2 separate regions of the Sus scrofa genome follow, and region 1 is linked to region 2. A link is a contact called in public Hi-C data. All regions are on one chromosome and are shown on one strand. The core of a region is the stretch at or near the end of the contact, and the rest is flanking DNA. Distances in the headings are between cores, read along the strand shown.

Region 1 (7,668 bases), core at 2,061-4,560, 85 kb after region 2:
GAGGATGGGGTAAGGGGTGGGGAGGGAGCACCAATTCCTCCTTTATTTTTTAATTTTATTTTCTTTTTCAGCCGTACCCAGGGCATATGAAATTCCCCAAGCCAGGGACTGAATCTGAGCTGAAGCTTCAACCTATGTCAATTTTTTCTTTGGTTGTCTCAAAAAGAAAAACGGTTAAAACAACCTTCAAGTGGCAGAACTTTTGTGAATGGTAGATTTGATGTTATTGTCTAAGAAATATGCTGATAAAAGGCATTTATCCAATAGCATTAGTTTTGCATACAGCCCATATGTTTTCAAGAAGATCTTCTCAGTACAAGAAGGTGAAGCTCAGGGTTCCCATCGTGGCTCAGCCGTTAATGAACCTGACTGTCATCCATGAGGATGCAGGTTCGATCCCGGTCCTCACTCAGTGGTTAAGGATCCGGCGTTGCCATGAGCTGTGGTGTGGGTTGCAGATGTGGCTTGGATCCCGCGTTGCTGTGGCCCTGGAATAGGTTGGTGGCTACAGCTCCAATTCGACCTCTAGCCTGGGAACCTCCATATGCCGCAGGTGCGGCCCTAAAAAGAGAGAAGGACAAAAAAAAAAAAAAAAAAGAAAAAAGAAGGTGAAGCTCATCTCTTTGATGAATTCTCAGAACTGGAAGCTATACAAATAAATGTTAATTGTATAGCAGAATTATAGGTGTTTTCCATGGTCTTTTGTTTGTCTAACTGTATATTCTAAGATGTCTACAATTAAAACATATTACTTACAATAAAAATAAAATTTCATTTGCAAAAGGAATAGAAATTTCCTTTGAAAATATAGTTTGCCCTGGATTTTAGAAGCATACTAAACAGTCAACAAGACCTATACATATACTTAACAAATAATATTTAATAACTAAGTATACTTGCAGGATCTGTGGGATTTCATCAACTGTGAATACTCTGACAATGGAGCTCAGTTACATTTCAGGACTGCTGGGTTCTTGTCTTGACCGTATCACTGAATACCGCCGCTGGTTTATTGGGTAAGGAAGGACAGGATGTATCATAATTCTGTCCAATGGAAAGCAGGGAAGTTGACATCATCTACCATCCTTAGTTATAGAATGGTACCAGCATAGATAGCGGCAGCATAAGTGATTTTCTGGCAAAGTTCAAATGATCCATGATGAAGAAAGGAATTTCCATGTCGCCTACTAAGCATGACAGGTTTTATATTAAAGAACAAAGAAACCAGTTGCTTTGTGTTTTTCTAAAAGTTTATCATAAGAGCCAAGAAGATGATGAATCAGAGCCTCACCTCTGGCTGCCCAGGACAGTTTGCTGCCCGTGGGAAATGGATCCATGCCAGCATTTGAGTCACTTCCCTGGGTTTGCCTTGCAGAACTCACTTTTCCTATTCATACTAATGCAAACACTGGCTCAAGCTTTCACTTTGTTCTGTTCATCAATTCACTCACTCATTCAGTATTTAGTAATTTAAGTATAATGTTTGAGCAGCAACTATTTACCAGATGATGTTCTGGGTGCTAAGGACATTAGAGTAAAAAAAAGTTTGATTCCCTACCTCGTGAAGCCCACATTTTAACGGTGGACACAAATTACTAAACAAATAGATACACAGCATAGGGCCAGGTATTTAGTCCCATGAAAAAATAAATAAAGCAGAGTAAAGTTCTACTAGAAAATGACAGATGTCACTCTGAAATGCTAAGGTATCCAGGGACAGTCTCCCTGGGGAGGTGACATTCAAGTGACCTGAGGAGTAAGCCTTGTGAAAACCTGTAAGTCTAGAGTTCTAGACAGAGGGAACAGCAAGTGCAAAGTCCCTGAAATAGGAATTCCCGTGTGGCTCAATGGGTTAAGAACCCAACTAGTATCCATGAGGACATGGGTTCAATCCCTGGGCTCACTCAGTGGGTTAAGGATCTGTTGCTGCAAGCTTTGTAGGTTGCAGATGTGGCATGGATCTGGCATTCAGATCAGAAGCAGCTCTGATTTGACCCCTAGACTGGGAACTTTCATATGCCAAGCGTGCAGCCCTAAAAAGAAAAAGAAAAAAAAGTTCCTGAAAGAGAAGCCTGCTGGAGGAAATGTAAGGATGCAGTGTAGGTGGCGTGCTGTGAATAAGGATAAAAAAGTGAGATGATTCAGAGGTGACCAAGGAATAGATCAGAGAAGGCTTTGTACACTGTGATAAGGATTTTGGATTTTGGAGTGTGATTAAAAGTTGCTGAATAGGAGTTCCCATTGTGGTGCGGTAGAAACGAATCTGACTAGTAACCATGAGGATGTAGGTTTGACCCCTGTCGTCACTCAGTGGGTCGGGGACCTGGCTTTGCTGTGGGCTGTGGTATAGGTCGATGACGCAGCTTGGATCCCACGTTGCTATGGCTGTGGCGTAGGCTGGCAGCTTCAGCTCCAATTGGACCGCTAACCTGGGAACCTCCATGTGCCACAGGTGCGGCCCTAAAAAGAAAGAAAAAAAAAAAAAAAGCCAGTGTAGATGGGGGTGGAAGTAAAGGCCAATTTTCCAGCTCCCCTTCTTCTCTTATGATGACTTTGAAATCTGACCGTGCTGAGAACTCTCACTGCCATGGCTGTGACCACACTTATAACTAATAGAGCAGGAAGGAAGGGGCGGTCCTTTCCTGGAGATGTTTTTCTGTGATGAGGTTTGGTAACTTCCTCCGTCACAGTCCTTTTTGATTTTAAGAAATAGAAACCAATTCAATCAAACTTGGACAAGAAAAGGGGAGGGACTGTAATGACATAGGGCTGTCTTCGGGAACGAACGCAGCTGGTCCTCAAGGGACTTGAACCAGGGATGGCCAGGAAGACTAGAAACTCCCAAGAACACAAGCAGATGCATATTTCTCTCTCTCTCTTTCTCTTCTCGCCCTATAAATATGGTTTGTTTGTTTGCTGATCTCTGCTTCTGCATAAGAAGCCTTTTTTTTTTCTTTAAAAAAAAGGATCGGATTTCTCTATAGAATCTTTGGCACACCTGATGGATGAGAGACGGCCATCCCCACACAGCCGTAGTTCTTATTACCTTGGAATTAACACGTCAGTCCCAGTCTCAAACATCTGACCGACTCTGATGAGTGAAATTTAAGACAACCACCCTATGCTGGCTCAAGCACCTCTGACAGGTGACAGGGCCATGGATAGAGACTCAACTTCCGGGGCCATTTTCCAAGGAGTGGGGCAACCCCAGAGCTTCCTGGGGACTTGGCTTCCTCTGATCAGTCCTTCCTGTGCTATTACCTTCTCAGTCACACCTGAAGAGGGTATTGTGGGTGTTGCCTCGACACAAGTGTACAGCTTTCATAGCCCATTTCCTGCCTAGAATGGAGGTTGGGGCCTTAGGTCTTAGGTTTTTTTAGTTCAGGCTCATGGCTTCTTTGTCACTACTTCACAACTCTCTCAAACACAGAGTAAGCCCCATCCATCTGCTTCTAGATGTTTCTATGAGAAAGGAACGATATTTAACATTCTCTTTGAGGGACTTCTGATATGAGCTTCATGCCTTTGCTTTTCTTTTTTCTTTTTTTTTTGCCAACCCTTTCTGACTCTGTCTCACCATCTCACCCTCTTTCAATACTTTGCCATATACAATAAGTAGCAACCACATATAGAGTTAAGGTTCAGGAAATTCCCTGTGGCACAGTGCGTTAAGGATCCAGAGTTACTGCAGTCGTGGTGTAGGTCACATCTGTGGCACAGGTTCAATCCTTGGCCCAGGAACTTCCATACGCCACAGGTGTGGCAAGGGAGAAAAAAAAAGAATGAATGTTCTGTTTTCCAACATTTCCCCCCGAACTACAAGTTCAAAAGGTAAACAATCTGCCTTCAAGGGAATCCCAAGACACATCTTATCAAATGTTTTGCCTTCTTTCCAGCCTCTGACTTCAGTTTCCTCCTTGTTACCACCTGATTGCTAAGCCCTTATTTTAAGGTTTTTTTTTTTTTTTCCTTCAGCTGCATATCCCTTTTGGTATCCATTTCTGTATCAGTCAGGACAAGACCTTTTGTTTGTTTTACTGGAGCAGCCCTTTACCCGAAGAGTCTCAGTGACCTAAATACAATACATGTTACTTGGAAGGCACACCGGGTCTCATGCGAGCCAGGTGAGTCTCCAGGGCAACCGCCTCCCATAAAGTGACTCAGTTGTTGAGAAGGGGTCTGTCTCGGGCTCTGTCGCCTCAACTTGCAGCCTCAGCAATTGGCCAGCAAGGAAGGAGACTGCGGGGATCAATTTCCCATTAGCTGGAATCAGTCCTCCAGCTTTACCAGGGGGCTGGAAATTCGAGGGAGAACATGGATAATGGTGGAGCATTAACCATCTCTTCCTCAGCCCAGGGAGGCCTCAGGTTGAGACAGCAAAGCTATGAGCTTAAAATAGCTTGGACGGTTAAGTCGCTGTAGGGAGGACCCCAACCTGGATAGCTGCTGATCTGCATTGGAATTTGTATGAGTAAGAAACAAAACTGTGTAGAATTAATCCCCTGAGATTTAGAGATTTGACTATTCCTGCCGCATAGTCCAGCCTAACCTGATCAATATTGGGACATAAAAGAAGATGGTGTAAATGAAACAACATAGCTTACTCTCCCTGAAGCAACTGTAACGTCAATCAAAATACAGGAGGACTTTTTGGAGAATCCAACAACATGATACAAAGCTAAAGCGGAATAATAAAGGCATAAGAAGAGCCAGTACCACTGTAAACAGTATAATGAGTGAGAACTCACTTTACCCAACCAACATGAAGACATTTCATGGGTAGAGAAATCACAGGAAATACAGAAAGACACTGTAGAGAAAGTACAGGAAATAACAAAGACGTTAGTGGAAAAGAGAGATCATATAGATAGACCCAGGTACATTGGAGAATTTAGAATATAAATAAAATGGTATTTTAGGTCAACGTGAGAACGTGAATAAGTTAGAAATGTCATTGTGGCAGACAAGCCATTAGGGGAAGAAAGGCTGAAGTACCTCACTTCTTATGCCCAAATAATATCTAAGTAGATCAATAACTTAAATGTGAAGCAAATATAACAAGGTTAGAAAAATCAGTGGCAACCTTTTTTCATAATTTTGATGGCAGGAAGGTCAGGAGTCCTATTAGACAAGATCGAGCTATTTACATGCAAGTTAAACCTGTAAGACAAAGAATACTGTACCCAAAGTCAAGTGACAAACCACACGGTGGAAAGAAATGTGTGCAATATACATAACAGGAAGGGAGCTGACCTCTTTGTTATACAACAAGATCTAAGAATTAGTAAGAACAAAATGAATAATTCAATGGAAAAAGGGTCAAAAGATAGTATGTGCAAAAAAAAAAAAGCAACTAGACAATAAACATAAAAAGGTTTCTTCAGCTTCTTAAGTAATCAAAGAAATGTAAGTTGAAAGAAGATACCATTTTTCACTTCGTCTAGCGGCAAAAATAAATTTTTGCTTGTACTCAGGGTATAGGAAACACGAATTCTCACATATTGCTAATGGAATGTAAATTTCTGCAGCTTCTTTGGAAAGCAGTTTGGCAATAACTATTAAATTTAAAAAGTGCATTCTCTTAATTCAGCAATTCTCCTTCTAGGAATTTTTCCCACAGAAACAAATATATATTGTGCTAATATAACAAAGACAGCACAATAATATAGCTTGTCATAATAATAAAAAAGATAAAATTTAAATACACATGAAGAGAGGACTAAATAAACTACAGAGGTCCTATAAAATGGAATACTACGTAGCTGTTCAGAGGAATTGATACAGTTATCTGAAATGATACAATAAAAAATATCTAAATTATTTCAAGGGAAAAAAAGGTAGAATACAGTATATCATAAGTGAAAATTCCAAGAACTATATTTATCTCTATATATTTACATATATGGATTTAGATACATACAAATTTCCAGGAAAAGAGAAATAATAGCTATAATTATGTTCAGTTAAAATTACATTATATATGAGGGTGTAGGTAAAAGGTCTTTACATTTCATGTTACACCCTATTGTCTTGTTAGAATTTTTTTTCAGTTTGGGCATGCATTACTTTATGATTTAAAAAAACTCCCCAAATTTAAACTATTAATTTTTTCATGCAAGTGTCAAATATTTTCACCTGTCGACCTGAATCTAAAAAGATGTTGGAGGAGTTCCCTAGTGGCTTAGCAGGTTAAGGAGCTGGCATTGTCACTGCTGTGCCTTGGGTCACTGCCATGGCAGAAACTTCCACATGCTGCTGGCAGTGGCAAAGAAAAAAAAAGAGAGAGAGAAAAATATTAAATACAAAAAAAAAAAAGATCAAAGTTAGACATTCTTCACAAAATGTACAAATGAGTAAAACTAGTCACCAATCACAAAGAAAGAAGAGAGCCACATATTCGGAAAATGTCAAGTCCTGATTCCAGTGCCAGGGAAAAATACCTAGATTTAAATAGTAGTCTTTCTCTATGAACATTCCAAAAAGAAAGAATGGTATGAGCTCATATTTACTGAGTTGTTACTAAGTCAGATTCGGTGCATGAATTTCCCTATGGAATCCTCACAAACTCCACATGGTAGTGTAACCAAGCAGGGCCCTGTGAGGCTCCTGGGCACAAAAGCCTCTCTGTGCCCCCCATTTCTTGTTCTAGAAAATGGGCCTCATTCAGCCTCCATGACCTTCCCCAAGTTCCAAGGGGCAGGTTCAGACAGTCGCTGATCAGGGAAGGAAGGGGACGCAAAGACGAGGGAGGCACAGTCAAGAAACAATAGCACAGCCTTGGGGCAGGGTCCTGGTTCCCTGTCAAGGGAGACGCATTTTGATGTAGGCGTCTTATACCTAATAGGAAATTTACACCTAAGAGAAAAGTTATATTCCTTGTGCTTCTTTTAGAAATGAATACTCTAAAATTGAACACCTTAGAGTCTGTCCTCCTTCTGCCTGGCTTAACCCTAAACACAATCACCTATAAACTAGAGATTAGGTGCCCAGGACACAATTGCCTGTGTGTTAAAGATTATTAGCACATGATGTTTTTCAGGAACTTTCCTAGTTTGTTCTAATTTCGATCAATATGCCCTTTTCACAAGTACTATTAGTCTGGGCAATAACCCAGGAGACCACCGTTGTAAACATGCCGAGATCTCCCGATGTCAGCTTTGATGACTAAGATTCCCCCAAAGAAAGAAGAATGCATGTTTGTCCCAATCCGGATTCCTATCTGAAAATCTGTTTGTCTCCTTTTTCCTATAAAACTCCCCCGCAATTCTTCCCAATGGAGGGCACAGTCTTTAAGGCATAGCCTGCCGTGGTCTCCTTTGCCTGGCAAAACAATGAAAGCTGTTTTGTTTTTGTTTTTTTCCTCTTCTGCAGAAAACTCTGTCTCTGTGTCTCTATTTGGCCACCAGTAGACAGAGGCCAAATTTCAGCCACAGTAGGGGCACTGCCATCAGCTCCATTCTATCAATGAGGACACTAAGAACCAGAGAAAAATTGAGATATCACAAGAGATCCAGGGCTCGTGTTGAAAGCATTTGTAATATGCTTCCACAGGCTTCAGTGCTGACTCCACTATTTACTCTGCTTGTCCCCAGGAGAGTAACTTAATTCCCCATCAGTGAAATGAAGCCGTGATAGGACCATGACACAGGGTTGTCATGGAGATTAGAT
Region 2 (6,549 bases), core at 934-3,433:
CTCAAGATCAAAGAAAGAGCCAGAGTTAGCAACAGCGATATGAATGCTTTAATGGGTGCGGGAGCTTACATGTGTGAAGCAAGGTCCTGGAATGACATCCCACCATGTGTGGGGACGGTGGGCAAATCTTGGTGGCAGTATTTGCTCCTGGGGGGTGGGGGGGGGATTGCCATTAGGGGGAAACAGATTGGCTCATTAGTTACCAGGGAAACCAGCAAAGGGACATGCCCCTCACTGCCCCTTTGATAAACTATCTATAGCTGGGGCCTGGGGCAAGTCCAGAGGAAGGTCAGTCACGTGCATAGAACACAGGTGACACAGGCACTGGTCAAGCGGAGGATATACAAAGAGCGAGAGAACAGCCACCTTGAGTGGCCTGACCATAGAGGAACTATCTGGATGATCAGTTTACCGAAGACTTTCTGCAGTATAATGTCTAGTCTGTCTATTTAACGTCTAAGTGGTGTTTGTGTCTTTCCAGACAATGGCCTTCAGTAAAAAGGGAAGTTGACGCTTTCAGAAACAAAGAGAGAACAAAATATTTCAGAGCAATATATAGACTATCTAAATAGCATATTGCTGGTAGACAAGAAGCCAATGACACTACTGTTTCTCGAAAGAAAAATGAAGGACTGGGGAACAAGAAAGGGAGGGGAACTGCCTTCTCAGTCATACCACCTGTACCTTTTGAAGTTTTGTGCCATGTGCATTAAACAGCTTCTAGAAATAGCCAAAATGATTAAAGAATGACAGGGGGGCAGTGTGCCCTGTCTGGCCTCCCACCCCCTGGAGAGGGCTGTGACAGGGGCCCTTCGCAGTCAGAAGAGCTCCAGGTCCCTGCCCTGATCCAACAAGGTGACTTGAGCCCTCAGGGCCTCAGTTACCCCCATCTGCAAAGTGAAAATAGTAATTTGAGCTGGCCTTACTTCATGAACAGGGATTGTCATGAGCTAGCACATTCTAAGTGTAAAACATTATACATGCAGAGTTCTCATCTTTTAGGAAAAAGCCAAGTTTTGTTGGATGAGAAAGCCAGCCTCATTGAGCTGCGGAACACGAAATGGGGCCAGAATAGCAATAGTAACTGTCTCCATTTATCATAATAAGTTCTTGGAAGTAAGAAAATCAGCGGAAAAATCTGTTGCTTGGTCTCAAACAAATTTGTTTTAAATTTAAAGAGTATAAGCAAGATTACCATTTGCATTATTACAGCTCCTCTCTTCTCTGGTTTTAGGATGATTATGTGAATTTTAGTCATCCTCCTCTAGAATGTTCTTTTATTCTCACAATGTACACACTAGCTAAAACCTAGAGAACTGGAAAGATCTGCAACTCGTTTATAGAATTGCTAGAATCAAATAATGGCACGTTTTCAAAGCTATGTCGTGGCCTACTCTGCATTTGAAAATACTAACGTTAGATTTGCAACTCATTTGTAGAAGGGCTAGCATCAAGTAAATGGCACGTTTGCAAAGTTTTGTCACTGACCACTCTGAATTTTAAAATACCAAAGTTATCATTTGGGTTCTGAATGCAGCCCTGCCTTGAGGTACAATAACGATTGATTGAAGATTCATGGGGGAAAAATGCTAAATAGTGTGATTTGGGGCTATAGATGAGGGGATAAAAGCAATGGGTCATGTGTGGGATTAATTTTTAAGCCATTCATTGAGCAGTCAGTCAAGTAAAGTAAAAGGACATTTTTCAAGAAAAGACAACGGTGTCTTTTTATTGGCCAGCTTACCTAAAGTCTAGAATTAAAAACAAAAGCAAAATCTAGGTGCAAAGGGCATGTATTTCAGGACAGTTTTGGAATCTGTTACTTTCGTTTGTTAGGTATTTTATACCATGTAATGTAAAGGAGAGAGAGTCTATCCTAAAGTGTTGAACACACCTCTAGAAGGTTCGTGGTTGGGGGGAAAACTTTCTTAAAACTTCGTTTCCTCTTTTTTTCGATGTATGTCCTCCAGCTCTTTCGTCTGTAGGGGAGGTGGTATTTCTCCTCTTCCAAATCCTGTCCTTAGACAACAGAAGAAAACAAAGCTCCGAGCTTATGTGATCCGAGGACCACTTCCTTTTCCCCCTGGTCACCTGCTGGTTTCAAGCAGAACAGTAGAGGAGGCAACAGAGAGGCGCCGTGGCTCTGCCACTGTCTGTGTTTACCTGGAGCTCAGGCTGTGGTTTTCTACAGCTGTGCGATGGGTTCGTCTTCCACCCACGGAGGGGTGGGAGGAGCAAGGGAAGTGATTTGAAAGTGGTTTGTACACTGTGACGCCGCTGCCCAAAAGTGCAGGATTGTTTCTTTACAAAATGAATTGAAAAGGGGGCAGCCTTCCTCTTATCCTTTTTCCTGTTACTCTCTTCTTGCTTCCACTTCCTTTCCCCTCATGTCTTCCCTTCCTCCCGCACCCCCAATAGCTTTCTCAGCCAGGAATAAACCACCCACATCAGGGTCACCAGAGCCCAGGGTCTGAATTGTTAGAAGGAAACGAAGCAAGAGTCAATAGAGGTTACCTTCAAATTACTGAGAAATGTGAAATGAAAACAAGCTCAGAGCCAAATTCCAGGAAGATGCTCTATGACGATTTACTTTCCGCTCTGTCTTCATGTTTGCGCAATTCTTAAAGCTTCGGTCATTGGTCTTCCGTTTCCTAAGGCAAAAAGTAAAATGCTGACTCTGACTTGTGTCATTTGCCCCCGATGCCACCGGAAATGGCATCTTCTCCCCAGATGCCCGTAAGCAGCACCCAGAGGTGAACTTAGCTGCCTTGCTCTTCAACCTGAACTTCGACCTCCCGGCAAGAAGCGAAGGAGTCTGTCCAGGGAAGAGATCGAGAATCGTCTGAGAGGTACATTTTTTAATCACCAGTTACTTTAATGAGTAAGTACCTTCCAATTTTCCCATTTTATTTTTAGCATTCATTTCGCATTTCTGACCAGCCTTTCATCTCTTGGGCACTTAGCATAGTAAGGAATCAGCATCCTAGCCCAGTCTACCCCATCCCTGCCTAACTAAAGAGCCCTAAAGAGACAACTGTCATTTGGTAATAGGGATTTGTGATTTATAAACTACTCAATCTCTAAAAGCATAGTAGTGTGAGGAAACAGCCAGTTCTGAACTGGAAAAAGAAGGTGTAACCTCTATTGTCTGTGCGATCTCGTATGCTGTGCTTGACCGCAAAGCCTTGGCATCAGTTATGATTCCCAGCTCTGTTTTTTATAAGATGGATGACCTTGACAGATGACTCAGTCTTTCAAACTTAATTTTCAAATGTGCAAAATGGAGAAAAAGTACCAGTTTCACAGAGGTCTTAAAGGAGTCAACAGATAAGGAGGTAAAACACTTAGGATGCTATCGAAGTGGGTACTAAATAACGTGACTAAATAACAAGTTAAGTTAGTAAATAAGACAAAGAGTTCATTAACTCAGAAAGCTCCCATAACTGCTAAGTCCCACCCCCACACATGCTGCGGTGGCTCAGAATAACAACAGATAACACCCCTGGAGTTTAAAGAGCATTTCATTTCATTCCACAATTAACCCAAGGTAGGCAGCGCTGAGCTGTTGGCTTGTTTTTGTTACCGAGGGATAGGGGAGAAGCTGAGAGCTCTGCTGGACATGCAGTAGGAAGTAACTCTTAGGGCCAAACTCAGATCCGAAGAGAGGAAAGCAGGACTTGGGAAATGCCTGGTGTCAGAGGGCAGTCGATGCCTTCAGTTCTGCAGCCTGGATTCTTGTTCCCTCAGCTCCCTCCCCTCTTGCAGTCTTGAACCTGGGGAAACCCACACACAGAGCCCTGGGAACCCAGATCCCTCACTAAAGAGTGTTGGGGGGAAACCCACACACAGAGCCCTGGGAACCCAGATCCCTCACTAAAGAGTGTTGGGGGGAAACCCACACACAGAGCCCTGGGAACCCAGATCCCTCACTAAAGAGTGTTGGGGGGAGCAGGGCAGACAGAGGCTGGCTCTTAGAATACCATTTTTCTTTTTTGTTTTGTTCTAATGAGAGTTGCAATGTTTATTTCAAGTGCTCTCTTGGTTGTTTTGTTTGATGGTTTTTGTTTTTGTTTTTTGCCATGCCCTTAGCACGTAGAAGTCAGTCCCCAGGTCAGGGATCGAACCTGTGTCACAATGACAACTGGAGCCACAGCAGTGAAAACGCAGGCGCCTTAACCCACTTGGCCATCAGAGAACTTCCAGAATCCCATTTTTTCAATTCAAAAACTTTGTTCCCCATAGAAACATTATTGTGCTTACTATCTGAATACTAGGTAATATCGTTAGTAATGGTACCCACAGCAATAGTAAAATAATATTCATTTTAAAAGCTCTCTGAGCCAGAGCCCCTAGAGGAAAATCAGGGCTCTTTCTCCCATTTCAAGGTTGACACACAAAGAAGTAAGCCCTGGAGATGACAGAAACCTTCAGCCTGCTGACTCAGCTGTGTTCCCACCACTGGTTAAATGGCCTTTTGTAGCCATTTCTGGAGACAGAATTTTCAGAATCCAGCCAGTTCATTAGTTGAAAACAATTTAGTCATTATGAGCAATCTTCATCCCCCACCCTTTTCAGCCATGGAAACATTGAATCTAGAGAGATTGGCATCTCAATTAGTCAACCTAAGTATAGAAAAACTTGAAACACAAATGTAGCTTTAGTGCAGCACTGTGTATCCCACTGACCTACTCAGAGGACTCCTGAACTCTCAGTGGCGAAGACTGAACCAGGCTGACCTCATACCTGCCCGGCTTTCTTAGGGAAACATTTAAAGCTAAAACATAGCTTTGTTTGTTTTTCAATAGAGAATAAAAAGGAAAACAACATGCAAATTTTTTTCTAGGCAAGATAATTTTTTCTCCTTGATTTCAGCAGATATTTATAGCAGAGGTTAAAAGCTCAGGCTCTGGGGCTGTATTTCCTCCTAAAGAAGCAAAACAAGGAATTCCTCACTGTGGCCCAGCAGGTTAAGGATCCAGCATGACCACTGCTATAGCGTGGGCTGCAGCTTTAGTGGCTCAGATTCCTGGCCCAGGAACTTCCTTATTCCATGGGTGTGGCCAGAAAGGAGGAAAAAAAAAAAAAAAAAGAAGAAGAAGAAGCAAAACAAAATCTTAAGCTTAGCTCATCAATCCGAATAGTCACTGTCAGTAAGGGACCGCTGCTGCCTCTGCTTACTAGCTGTACAACCTTGGGTGATTGGCATAATTTCTCTAAGTCTCAATTTACTTATCTATAGAATGGAGAGAATAATAGCTCCTACCTCACTAGGTCGGGAGAATAGAATAGGCCTTGCATAGGGCAAAGCCTCAGTGGACACTAACTATTCTGTCTCAGGCACTGGTCCTTGGCCGGGGTGCAAGACGGATGAGATCTGCTTCTGCCACCCAGGCCTGGGGATGTACGGAGGTAGAAGGACACACGGCCAGTTAGTGAGAGGCTAAAACAGAACCAAGTGCTAAATCAAGCATCTGTCAGAGAAAGGGGAGATTTTTCTGTCTGGGAAAATAGGGAAGGCGCTCAAACAGAGTCGTGTTTTAAACTGAGTCTTAGAGAGGGAACAGAATTTCAGTGGAGGAAGGGTTAGGGAACACTCAATGTTGAGTCACAGAGCAAACATCAAGAGGTAAGAAAAAGCCCTCTGGCTATACACAAGCTCTATAATTCATCCGCAGACTGAATTATAGAGATGCACGGAAGGAAGGCTGAGACCCGAGGTTAAAAAACAAAGTTGAAAAATGCAAAATGCTGGAGTCATGCCAGCCTATCAGATGAAAGTAGAGGTACGAAATCGAGAAATATGAGAAAACACGTGTAAAATAAAAACTCCCGTTTTAGAAAATGTTTCAAAGTAAGACCCGCTTCCTTAAGGATTAAGAAAAATCTATGAAAAGTAGAAAAGTCCACCATAGACTCTAAAACAGCAGTGAAATTGGTCGCTACGCTCAGCTTCCCCAAATGAATTGCAACACCTTCCTCCCTAAAGTCTATTTTCAAAAGTTATCTTATTTTTTTTTAATTATTGCCAAGACATAGTTGAACTGAGCTGTCATGGAAGGATTTTGATGATTGAGAGACAATGGAAATGGCCACAGTCATGACAAATAAAAATGGCCGGACCCAGGCATTTTAGAAGCAGAGTTTATTTCCACCTAGTTATGCCCTGCCGATGTTGAAAACATAAATTACCTAGCAGCTCTCTGAAAATGCATGGCAAGATATGCTGCCATCATTCCCATGGACGATCAATATTTACCTTCGGGAAGACTGTTCAAAGGTCACAAGAGAATTATGTTAGGAATTCAGCCACAGTGTGATGGGAGGCTAAGGGCGTCTAGAGAATTCAGAAGTGATAAAAGGTTCACACCAACACAGTTACTGGGTGCCCCACCCCCCACCCTCCCACCTTGGAACTTTATTCTACTCACCTGAATATGTCAGGACTCAGGAGACAAGTTTGGGCTAGCTAAACTTAGCAAGCACTTAAAAATAGGGGGGACCTCACGTCAAGGACTCTGCCTGTGTTCATTTAGCCCTCCCGTCTTAAGA

Evidence for each region. Hi-C and Micro-C count contacts between places; a contact is called where the count stands out from the background.
Region 1: a Hi-C map of liver shows a contact between it and region 2, with 6 times the contacts expected there. A contact is called at or near these places in 1 of 5 promoter capture datasets (liver), 12 of 47 Hi-C or Micro-C datasets (blood, embryonic fibroblasts, liver and 2 more) and 1 of 2 datasets of targeted methods (skeletal muscle).

The regions. Positions count from the first base shown.
Region 1 is chr5:77,863,756-77,871,423 of Sscrofa11.1, forward strand. No RefSeq gene overlaps it. Among named protein-coding and RNA genes, the nearest start is that of RPAP3, 200 kb to the right of the region's middle.
Region 2 is chr5:77,779,453-77,786,001 of Sscrofa11.1, forward strand. No RefSeq gene overlaps it. Among named protein-coding and RNA genes, the nearest start is that of AMIGO2, 140 kb to the left of the region's middle.